2 separate regions of the Triticum aestivum genome follow, and region 2 is linked to region 1. Evidence: chromatin contacts called from public Hi-C data. All regions are on one chromosome and are shown on one strand. The core of a region is the stretch at or near the end of the contact, and the rest is flanking DNA. Distances in the headings are between cores, read along the strand shown. Region 1 holds the start of LOC123043211 (putative disease resistance protein RGA3). Region 2 has its middle 67 kb from the start of LOC123040083.

Region 1 (5,443 bases), core at 2,058-4,557:
ACTGGGAAGGATGCTGCCGTCAGTTTGGGGCATTTCTCAATCACCAAACGTTTCAGTGAAACAAAAGTACCCAAGGAGACCATAGAAGAGAGCTGTGGACAGTTAGATATTTGCAACTCCGTGACTGTCGTACACAAATTATTTTTTGTTGGCACCAGAAGAGATGTCATGTTGGGCAGATCTATCATCTCAACCGAGTACAAAGAGGGCAGCACTTGAAGAAGACTTCCCAAATCCTGATCTGATATGTCAGAGTGGCACAGCTGAAGCTTTTGGAGAGACGTAAAACAGTGCAGTCCCTCAGCAGAAACAAGCTGCTTGTAGCCAGCATTTATGTTTAAAACCACAATAGATTCTAGATGGCTTTGATGGAATAGTCCCCTGCAAAGTACACTAGTTGTGGAAACACTCAGTGTGAATATCTCTAATCTTGACGAAGAATATGGAGCAAGCCTCATATTGGATATCAACAATGTTCGCTCCACTTTAAGTTCAGAGACAGATGGGGGAAATGCAGGAACTTGAATCAACTTTGGGCAGTCTACAATCTCTAGCTTCTGGAGACAAGGAAATGGATCGGCCCTCACTTCAGACCACTCAACCAAGCTGGGAAAGTCATCAAACACAAGAACCTTCAGGGATGGAAATGACAAGTCAACTGTACCATAGAACTCATGTCCAATTCGCTTAACTGTGCACAGCTCCTTCATGTGTAATTGTTGGAGTGATGGCAGGAGCCCCAGTGGAGGTAGAACGCCCAAGCTCCTGCAATTAACAAGGTGCAAGGATTGCAGTTCCCTCAGCGCCGCAAACTGCAACCAACTCGGAGCTGTTGCGCCAAGATACCTTACAATATGAAGTTCCTTCAAGTTTTGATGTGGCTGTAGGTTTTCTAGTACTTCATAGTCAGTCACAGGGGTGAGACCTCTACTAGCTGAACTCCATTCCAGTCTCAGCGCCTTGAGATTCTCTTTTCTTTTCATGTCGGTCTTGGTGGCTTCATCCTTGCTCAAAACATTGTCAAGGCCTTTAATTTTTAGTTGGCCATGGAGACCGTTCATGCCCTTCAGCTCCTGCAAGGCATGCCCTCCCCCCTTTTTAACACAGAACTCAACAGATCCCTGCAGATTAATAAGCCGACCAATGCCTGGTAGCTGTGCAATGTACTTCATGTCGATTCCAAGGTGCCGCAACTTTACAAGCCTATTTATTCCTGCTGGAAGCTTATCAAGGGAACACCTGTCTGTAAAGTGCAACGTTTGTAGATGGAGCAGCTTGCTTGTCGACTCTGGAAGACTCCGAATGGTGCGACATAGGGACAGGTAACGGAGATGGATTAAGCAGGAAATGGATCTTGGCAATTCAGTATAGTCAGAGTGGCTAATATCAAGCACCCTCAGAGTCTTGAGCTTCGCTAAAAAGTCTCCTTGAAGACAATATGAGGAGAAAGAACGAGTTCTCAGAACTAACAAGGTGCGCAGCTTCTTCGGTAGCATGTTGATGGCAGCATTGATGTCTTCTGTGCCATCCGTAGTGACCGAGATATGGCGCACTGTTGAGGGGATAAAACGGGTCACGCCAGGCTCAAATTGAAAGCAATCATTGGTTGAAACTGACACTGCAAGATCATGGATCAGGTCGTGCATGATACAGTGTGTGCGAGGACCCTGCCTAAGAGTTTGGAAGAATGACCGAGATAGGAGAGCATTGAAGTAATCTGTGCCCAGATCCTCCATCCTTTTACCAGTGTCGGTTTGGGACTGTATAAAACCATTGGCCATCCAAAGGCGGATCATGGTTCTTTGGTCAAACTTCCAGTTCCTGGGAAATATGCTGCAGAATGCAAAGCATTGCTTGAGTCGTCCTGGCAGGTAACTGTAGCTCAAGCGCAGCGAGGAGAGAGTGGCATCTCCGGAAAATTGTTTTTCCGAGATAATACGCCAGTACTTTGTGCTCTTTGTAGCTCCAAGCAGTCCTGCCAGCACCTTGACAGCCAAAGGCAATCCGTCGACTTTAGCAACAATCGTCCTCCCAATCTGCTCCAGTTCATCACTGGAATCATGTGTGCTCCAGCCCCCAAAAGCATATCGGTGGAACAAGGACCAACAATCTTCGATGCCCAGTGGATTCAGGTGGTAGGTGTGAGATGCACCGAGCATGTCAGCAACCTTTGGTGTTCTGGTGGTCACAATAATTCTGCTCCCACTTTGGGCAGATTTAAGAGGAATGAGGAGTTCCTGCCATGTATCTTGGGGCACATCCCACACATCATCGAGAACAAGCAGAAATCTCTTGGATGCCAGAAGTTGAGTGAGTTGCGACTGAAGAGCTCCGAAGGTGGCATCTTTGTCGATGGATCCACGGTAGGCTGGGCTGGCGGAACGCAGTATCTGAGCTGCTAGTTCCAGTCTGTCAGGCTTGGCGGAGACATGTGCCCATGCTGTGAGATCAAAGTGGCGCTGTACTCCGATGTGGTCGTAGACCGACTGGGCGAGCGTGGTCTTGCCCAGACCGCCGAAGCCAACAATGGAGATGACCTTGAGGGTAGGATGGTGGGATGAGAGCGGCTCTGTCAGCATCTGCACAATGTCATTGAGCTCCCTGGTGCGGCCAAACAGCTTGTGGTCCTGGGGCGGCGCATCGGAGATGGCAAGCGGCAGACTGGAGCCTTGGACTTGGTTGAGCAGAGAGGTCAGAGTGGCTGCGACGGAATCCAGGTCCTTGAGGAACCACCGGGAGCGGGACGCCCCATCGCTGCTGCTGCTGCTGCTGCTAAGGAATCGCCTGCCCAGCCTGAGGGCAGAAGCGAGGGGATTGCTGACCTTTGGATTTGTATTTGCAGAGGCTTCGAGGTGGAAGGCGAGCATGTGGTACTCCATCTCGTCAAGCAGGTCGTCGATGCCGTAGAAGGACTCCGCCGCCGCCGCCGGGGAGCTCCCCCCGTCGTCGACGGCCCCGAGCAGGTCGCGGACCTGCTCCAGCTGGGTCGCCACCTCCCGCAGCTTGCCGCCCCCGGAGCCGGCGACCATGAGGCGCTTGGCCTGCTTCTCGCCCAGGGAGCGGAACTGCTCCGCCGCGCGCGCCATGGCCCGGAAAGCCTCCTCCAGCAGCAGATCCATGGAGAGGAGGGCGGCCGGCTTCGGCGGATCGAGCGACGGGAACACCAGGGACATCGGCATCGGCGGATCCATCGACTGAAGTCGTCAATGGCGCGGTGCTGGGCTGGGAGGAGGGAGGAGGGAATGGATGCAGCGGCAGTGTGAACGCGCGTATGGCGCGGTGTGAACGCCACAAATGCCACCATCACCATACTTTGTGAATGATGAATGATAAAGCCAGGGCCGATGTTGACCTGCCGCACAAAGCTCACTCGTGTGTTCACCCATCAATTCTTCCCCACGTCGCACGCACACCGGCACCCACTTTGAAAAACATTATTAGCAAACCTAAAAAGTTCTTCAACAAATTTTTAACACGGTACGTGCGCATACACTCACCCCACACACGCACATCATACCCCGTAATCATCCCCGAGAGACTGAGCTAGCATATCATTTTAAGATTTACGCAGTTGTAATAGGCGTCTCATAGTCGATGAGAACATCTCCTCTCATTGAACGCACATCGCCGGAAATACTGGAATAAACCCAGAAAATACGAGCACCAGGAGTTGAACCCCGATGGGCTAGGAATATCACTGCCATCTTAAGTCCTAGGAGCATCTCCAGCCGTTGAGCCCAACAGGAGGCATTTTTTCGCCGCTTGGGGGGCTGTCGGCGTAAAATTTAACCCGGGGATTGGATAATATCCACTCGTTGCCCCTCCCCGCCCCCCCACCGCCCAAGCGTGTGTGCTAGCGCTCATGCTCGCCACCGCCGACCGACCGCGGCGCCGCGAGCTCGAGGCCCGCTCCTCCTCCTGCTGGCGCTCATCCCCTTCCCCCCTCCCCGTCCGCCCCAGCGTGCTGCCCCGCCACTGTCTCCGTGCCCCTGCACTCCGTCTTCGGCCGCCGCGCTTCGTCAGATAGGCAGACGGCAGCACCAAGCTCCACCGGCGGCGGCTGCTCCGCTCGTCTCCGGACCTCCTGCGCGCCGGCTGCTCCATGTCCGGCTTCGCCCGTCGCTCGAGGCCTGCTCTGCGTGGGCAGAGGAGCACACGCGCGCTCGCCCTCCGAGTGTCGCGGTCGCCGTGGCTCCGAAATATCCGCGGCCACCCTCCTCCCCGAGCTGCACCATGGCGTGCATGTGGACCGCCGCCCTCGTCCTCGTCCTTCCGAGCACCAGGATGGGCCGGACCGCCCCGCAGCTCGCTGTCATCATCGTTCCCCGACAGCATTCCTCTGCTTCACCATCTCCCTCAAAGCAACGTCCGCCGTTATTCCCGTCCGCCCCGGTGAGACAGCCCACGTGCGCCGCTGCCCCTGGCCGTGACCTACCCGCCGCTGCCTACCGGCCACCCCACCCGCGCTTAGCCGCGCCCCTGCCTTGCGTGGCTACGCCCGGCCGCGACCCACGCCGTCCTTGCGCGTGCCCCACCGCATGGTGTGCTCGAACCTTCCCATCTCCGCGGCTGCACCACCGCGTGGTGCTCTTCGGCTTTGTCTGCACGACGGCACGGCGACGAGTAGGCGGCGAGCGGGGAGGTAGGTGCTCCGCCCGTCCACGAGCTCGGCCCCAGCCACGCTTCGCCCGACCGCGAGCTCGTCCATGGCCACGCTCCGCCTGGCCGCGAACTCGTCGGCCATGCTCCGCCCTGCCCGGCCTCGGAGTTGCTCGCCCGGAGTCTATCGCCCTCGCCCCGTCCACGAGCTCCGCCCCGCTGGTGGAGAAGGCGTAGTGATGTCTACGACACAACCTTCTTATTGTAGACATTGTTGGGCCCTCCAAGTGTAGAGGTTTGTAGGACAGTAGCAAATTTCCCTCAAGTGGATGACCTAAGGTTTATCAATCCGTGGGAGGCGTAGGATGAAGATGGTCTCTCTCAAACAACCCCGCAACCAAATAACAAAGAGTCTCTTGTGTCCCCAACACACCCAATACAATGGCAAATTGTATAGGTGCACTAGTTCGGCGAAGAGATGGTGATACAAGTGCAATATGGATAGTAGATAAAGGTATTTCTAATCTGAAATTATAAAAACAGCAAGGTAACAAGTAATAAAAGTGAGTGTAAAGGGTATTGCAATGGTAGGAAACAAGGCCTAAGGTTCATACTTTCACTAGTGCAAGTTCTATCAACAATAATAACATAACTGGATCATATAACTATCCCTCAACATGCAACAAAGAGTCACTCCAAAGTCACTAGTAGCGGAGAGCAAACAAAGAGATTATGGTAGGGTACGAAACCACCTCAAAGTTATCCTTTTTGATCTATCTATTCAAGAGTCTGTAGTAAAATAACATGAAGCTATTCTTTCCGTTCAATCTATCATAGAGTTCAT
Region 2 (5,443 bases), core at 1,187-3,686, 230 kb after region 1:
ATAGCACTAACCATCACGTGGGCATAGTATGGGCGTTCTGCGTCGTATACATCAGCCGAAGCTTAATAGACGTCAGCGACTGAGCGGCGCGCGCCGGGTTGGACTGCGTAAGCGCCTGCCTTGTTGAAGGAGGTAGCTAGGTCTGCTCACCGGCCGCCCACGCAACGTGCAGGAGTTCCCGGGGAGATGGCCCATGACCCCTGGGGGCATAGGTTTAGTCCGGCGTGCTGGCCTCTCTATTAAGCCTAGGTCGGGTTGCGGCGTATTGTTTGGCTGAGGCCGGGCATGACCCAGGAAAGTGTGTCCGGCCGGAGTTAATCAAGCGTGGTGGGTAAGTTGGTGCACCCCTGTAGGGAATAAAACATCTATCGATAGCCTGTCCTACGGTAACGGACACTCGGAGTTGTATCCCGATCGATACAACTAGAACTGGATACTTGTGATGACAATTGGATGATGATGAGAATTGGATTGTGATGATAAATGGATAGTATGGCTCTGGGATTGCTTTCTTGCAGGGAGTCGAGAAAGGATCTCTGGCCGAGGTTGATAACACTACTACTACTTAACTTTATGCTACTCTACTCCCTCCTGTTTGCTGGAAGATGGTGGTTTCCAGAAGATGCTAGTCTTCGATAGGACTAGGCCTTCTCTCTATTCTGGCATTTATGCAGCCCAGTCCACCTATATAGCCTTCCTTTGATAATGTTGCATATGTAGTGTAGATCCTTGCTTGCGAGTACTTTGGATGAGTACTCACGGTTGCTTTGCTCCCTCTTTTCCCCCTTTTCCATTCTTCTTGGACGACACAACCAGATGGTGGAGTCCAGGAGCCAGATGCCACCTTTGACGACTGCTACTACCCCGAGGGTGCCTACTACCACGTGACGGACGCCGACGACCAGGAGTAGTTAGGAGGCTCCCAGGCAGGAGGCCATGTCTTTTCGATCGTAGATGCTTTTGTGCTAGCCTTCTTAAGGCACTTGTCTAACTTATGTCTGTACTCAGATATTGTTGCTTCCGCTGACTCGTTTGTATTCAAGCTAATGTATTCGAGCCCTCGAGGCCCCTGGCTTGTAATATAAAGCTTGTATTATTTTAATTTGTGTCTAAAGTTGTGTTGTGATATCTTTCTGTGAGTCCTTGATCTTGATCATACACATTTGCGTGTATGATTAGTGTACGATTGAATCGAGGGCGTCACAGTTGCTAAAGTATTTAATTCACTTAGCACCTCATGTAAGCACCTTTGCATTGGGAGAGGTCTAAATACCCTCTCTCAGAGCACTTTTCTCCCATTTTCGTCGTTACCCTTTGCTTTGTATCGGCACTCTCCTAGCCCGACATTGTTATTGTATCACTCGGGCCTTTGTTCAGGGGCTATGTCGTATGCATTGTAGTCGGAAGCCCCCATTCTCGTATGCGCGAGTGTGCTGCTTCCCCCTCTTGCGCAATACGTAGAGAGACCCAGCCGGTTAGCCTCTGCGAGTTGAGACCAGCCGGTTATTGCAAGGAGCCCCGCACGTGATACTAGAGTTGACTCAGCACTAGCCACTAGCCAGTTGCTTGAGGAGGCCTCTCGATGTGCACATTAGTCTAGCCCCAACCGATTTCCTATATCGATGTACAATCCCCGTTGATGCGCTTGCACATACACACCACACCTGTAGGAAAAAGTCTAGTAGCGGGTTTGAGAAACATCTTTACCCACGCGGAGTCGAGACGCTAGTAGTATGATGCCTGTGGTAAAGAGCACTAGTGGTGTCCACGTCCAACACTGTCACATCCCAGATTTTTCACAAATCTGGAAGGTTCACAAACTTTCACAGGGAATTAAAATTCTTCAAGAATTGGTTGACATTGATTGGTAGATAACGAGAGTTGCTTGAAAGATTGATTGAGTGACTATGTTGGTTGCTTGGAAAGGGTGAACACCAAATGCAACCAGTCAAAACCTAGTGGGCACTTTGTTGAAACCTAAAAACAACAAAAACAGAAAGTTAAAATAAAACCCTAAAGGGGTTACACATAAAATATTACCAAAAATAAATAAGTGAAACAAAATTCAAAATGAAATGAAAATTGGTCAGGAGAATAACAAGTTGAAGAAAAACATAAGCAAACTATTTTGGAAAATAAAATAATCAAAAAGAATATTTAAAACAAGCTGGAAAACAAGGTGCAAAAAATGTATGCCGAAAGGACCCAAACAAAAAGTTGAGACAAACAAGAGAATCCCAATTTGAATTTAGAAAATATTTACTGCTGGCAGAAAAATCAATTTTGAATTCAAATAGAAATAACAGAAAGAAACAGAAAAATAGAAAAAAAATGACTGGGCCGGCCAGCCAGGCAAGCCGGCCTAGCTGACGCATGGCCTTCCGCAGCCCAGCCGCGCGCAGCCCTATGCCCTCTCTGTCGCTGAGGCACGGACTCCACCTCAGGCTGTAAGTGGGACGCTAAGCGGGATGCCAGCGCACGCCCCACAATTGCCGCATATGTTAGGTGGGATACCCGTCAAAGCCCGCACAATCTTAAGTGGGTATATGGGTTTAGTGGGATAGCCCACATCTACGCGACGCGATGTGACAATAGAGCAGAGGTTGTACGGAGTCCTCCTCGTCGGCGCCTTCAGCGCCCGTAAGGAGTTTCGGCGCCTATGTCGTTTCTTCTTGGACTGGTATTGTTGGAAGCCCACTCGTTCCTTCTAAACTCTTTTGCTGTTTCGTTCTAACTGGTTCGCTAGGTTGTCACATCGTTGGAAGCCTGTTGCCAGTTGTTCTGGCTGTTTGTCGCTGAATCACTCTGATTGTTATATGGATTTCGCTCGTGGTAAAAAACAGGAAGACGGGTGTTTTTCGACTGTTTCTTATTTGTTTGTTGAAGAACAATAACAAAATTGTGTTTTCTCTCTCATTTTTTTCTGTATGAATTATTGCTTTAATGTTTGAATAATATTTTAGAAAATAATATGCGTTTAATTCAAAGTAAAGAAAAATTCAAAATGAGTAGTACATTCTCCAGAAATTATCAGCTTTCATGGATAAGTAAAAAAGAAAACTTAATCTTCGAACACATAGTTGCTATGTCTTATATTACATAGCATTGGGATTGATGCTTGAGCAAGCGAGTTGACATGATGTTCCTGTTGAACTAAAATGATGAACCATTTTTGTTTGACAGGAACTAAGTTTCCATATTCAGAACTTACTTCGCAAAAAAATTATTGCGACCTTCATATTTGGCAGATGGAAAAAATGAATTACTTAAAGAGCCGGAATCCCTGGGAATTGATGATTGAAAAAAGTTCATCGAAATATAATAAAAGTTCATCAAATTTGAGAAAAGTTCATCATAATTCAAAAAAGTTCACCGAATCTGGAAAATAGTTCATTGATTTTTTGACAAAAGTTCATCGAATTTGAAAAAAAGTTCATCGAATTTGAAAAAAATTCATTGACTTAAAAATGAGTTCATCAAATTTGAAAAAAAATTCATCGCGTTTGCAAAAAAGTTCAATGAATTAGAAAAAAGTTCATCCAATTTGAAGAAAAGTTCACTACATTTGAAAAAAGTTCATCGAACTTGAAAAATAGTTCATCAAATTTTGGAAAAATTCATCGAAGTTGAAAAAAACTTCATGAAATCCGGTGAACATTACGAATTAGAAAAAGTAAAAAAATAAAAGGGAAAAAGAAAGGAAGAAAGAAAAATGAAAAGGAAAAGAAGGAACAAAAGAGGTAAGAAAATATACTTGATCACAAAACGTTGAGTGCCGGGGTGGTTATCACGTGGCACGCTGAAACCGCTACTGCGTGGGTTCGAGTCCTCCCAGGTACTTCTTTTTTCGCCGAATAGGAACCAGCGGTTGTACGGGGAGAGCTCCTGTCTGACGCTCGTTAGCGTCAGGCAGAGTAGCTTTCGCATAAGGTAGATACAGATGGGCCGGCCCATTTGAAGGTCAGTAGCTCAAGCGCGTAAAAAAAACACCAAAAGTACCCTTCGCCAGCGAGAGATCGAACACGCGACGTCCCGCTCGGGAATTTTACAACCTAACCAGTCGAGCACTGGTTTGCAAGCAGCGCAAGAGCTTAAAGTACACGATAACTTTTGAAAATTTACGAACAATTCAAGAAACTCGAAAACAAAAAATTGAAAATTCTAAACAAAATTTGACAAACCTGAAACCCTTTTTCAAACCATGAACAATTTTTTAAATTTGAACAAACTTTTCAAACGTGAATAATTATTAAAAAGTTGAACAAAATTTTTGAAAGTCCAAAAAGGTGAAAACATTTTTAAATATACGTTGAACATATTTGTATTATATGTTGAACAATTTTAAATACATACTAAACATTTTTGTGATATACACCGAACAAAATTTTAAAAATACATTGAACATTTCTGTAATGTACATTGAACAAATTTTGAATTGTGAACAAAATTTTAAAAACATATTTTTTTTATGAAATCATGAAGAAAATACGAAGTTTTAAACTTTTTTGAAACAAAGGGCGAAAATAAAAACGAAAAAGGATAAAAATAAGAAGAGGAGTAAAAAATAAAAGAAACAGAATAAATAAACTGAAGAAGAAAAGAATAAAGAAACAGGAAGAACAGAAAACCGGCAAAAGAAAAAAAAACGGTTTAGGGAACCTTCTATAAGGTTCCCAAAACCGGTTTGCCTGGGACTACATTAACTAGCGAAGTGGGCCGGCCCATCGCGCAGCTACTCCCGCGCTTCAGCGAAGCCACGTCTCCTCCACGCACGCGAGCGTCAAATAGGAACCACCCTGTACGGGGACGGAGCCTGGGAGTACGTGCAATTGAAACGCCATTGGCCAGTATTCGCAAAAAAAATCGCCATTGGCGTGGTGCGTAACAACTGCAGCTAGCTACTGCAGCTAGCTACGCGCAACTGAAGGAACGTACGTTGTGGCAGCGGCTAGCTACGTGTCCCTCCACCTGCAGCAAGCAAGTCTGAACCAATTCATGGCGCTGCAGCTCAGTCTTTAACCAGTTCCTTCAATCCCCCACATGCAGAGACTGAATTTATTCAACTCTTCAGGGCCAGCCAATCTGGGGGCATTGATGTGTTTTCATCACCTCATACGCAGATTCAGGGCCAGCCAGTCTGGGAGCATAGGCCACGGCGGCATCGACGACGAGGGGAGGTGTAGGCGCGTGCGTCCAGCAGCGACGGGATCCATGGTGATTAGTCGCCTATGCCACTGCTCGTTCGATGGGGCGCAACAGGGGCTCGCTGATGACTTCCATGCGGCAAATAGACGACCATTCGCACAGAGAGGGCGCGCCCGACTGGGCCGGCCCATTCGAGTTGAACTGTATCGGTCGAAAAATGAGCAAAAACCATTCGCACCGAAAGGGCGCGCCCGACTGGGCCGGCCCATTCGAGTTGAACTGTATCGGTCGAAAAATG

What was found. Hi-C and Micro-C count contacts between places; a contact is called where the count stands out from the background.
Region 2: a contact with region 1 is called in a Hi-C map of leaf, with 4 times the contacts expected there. The contact joins the enhancer-like site here to the promoter of LOC123043211 in region 1. A contact is called at or near these places in 1 of 5 Hi-C or Micro-C datasets (leaf) and 1 of 1 datasets of contacts at active chromatin or transcription factors (leaf).

Annotation. Positions count from the first base shown.
Region 1 is chr2B:24,839,032-24,844,474 of IWGSC CS RefSeq v2.1, forward strand. LOC123043211 (putative disease resistance protein RGA3) reads right to left here and starts at 3,308. Exons shown (of 1, transcript XM_044465587.1): 1 at 1-3,308. The coding sequence starts at 3,191.
Region 2 is chr2B:25,066,860-25,072,302 of IWGSC CS RefSeq v2.1, forward strand. No RefSeq gene overlaps it. Among protein-coding and RNA genes, the nearest start is that of LOC123040083, 67 kb to the right of the region's middle. Within about 2 kb of position 2,437, at least 3 of the 8 cell types and tissues checked have an H3K27ac peak or open chromatin away from gene starts, as enhancers often do. A contact at or near this core is called in leaf, where this site is marked.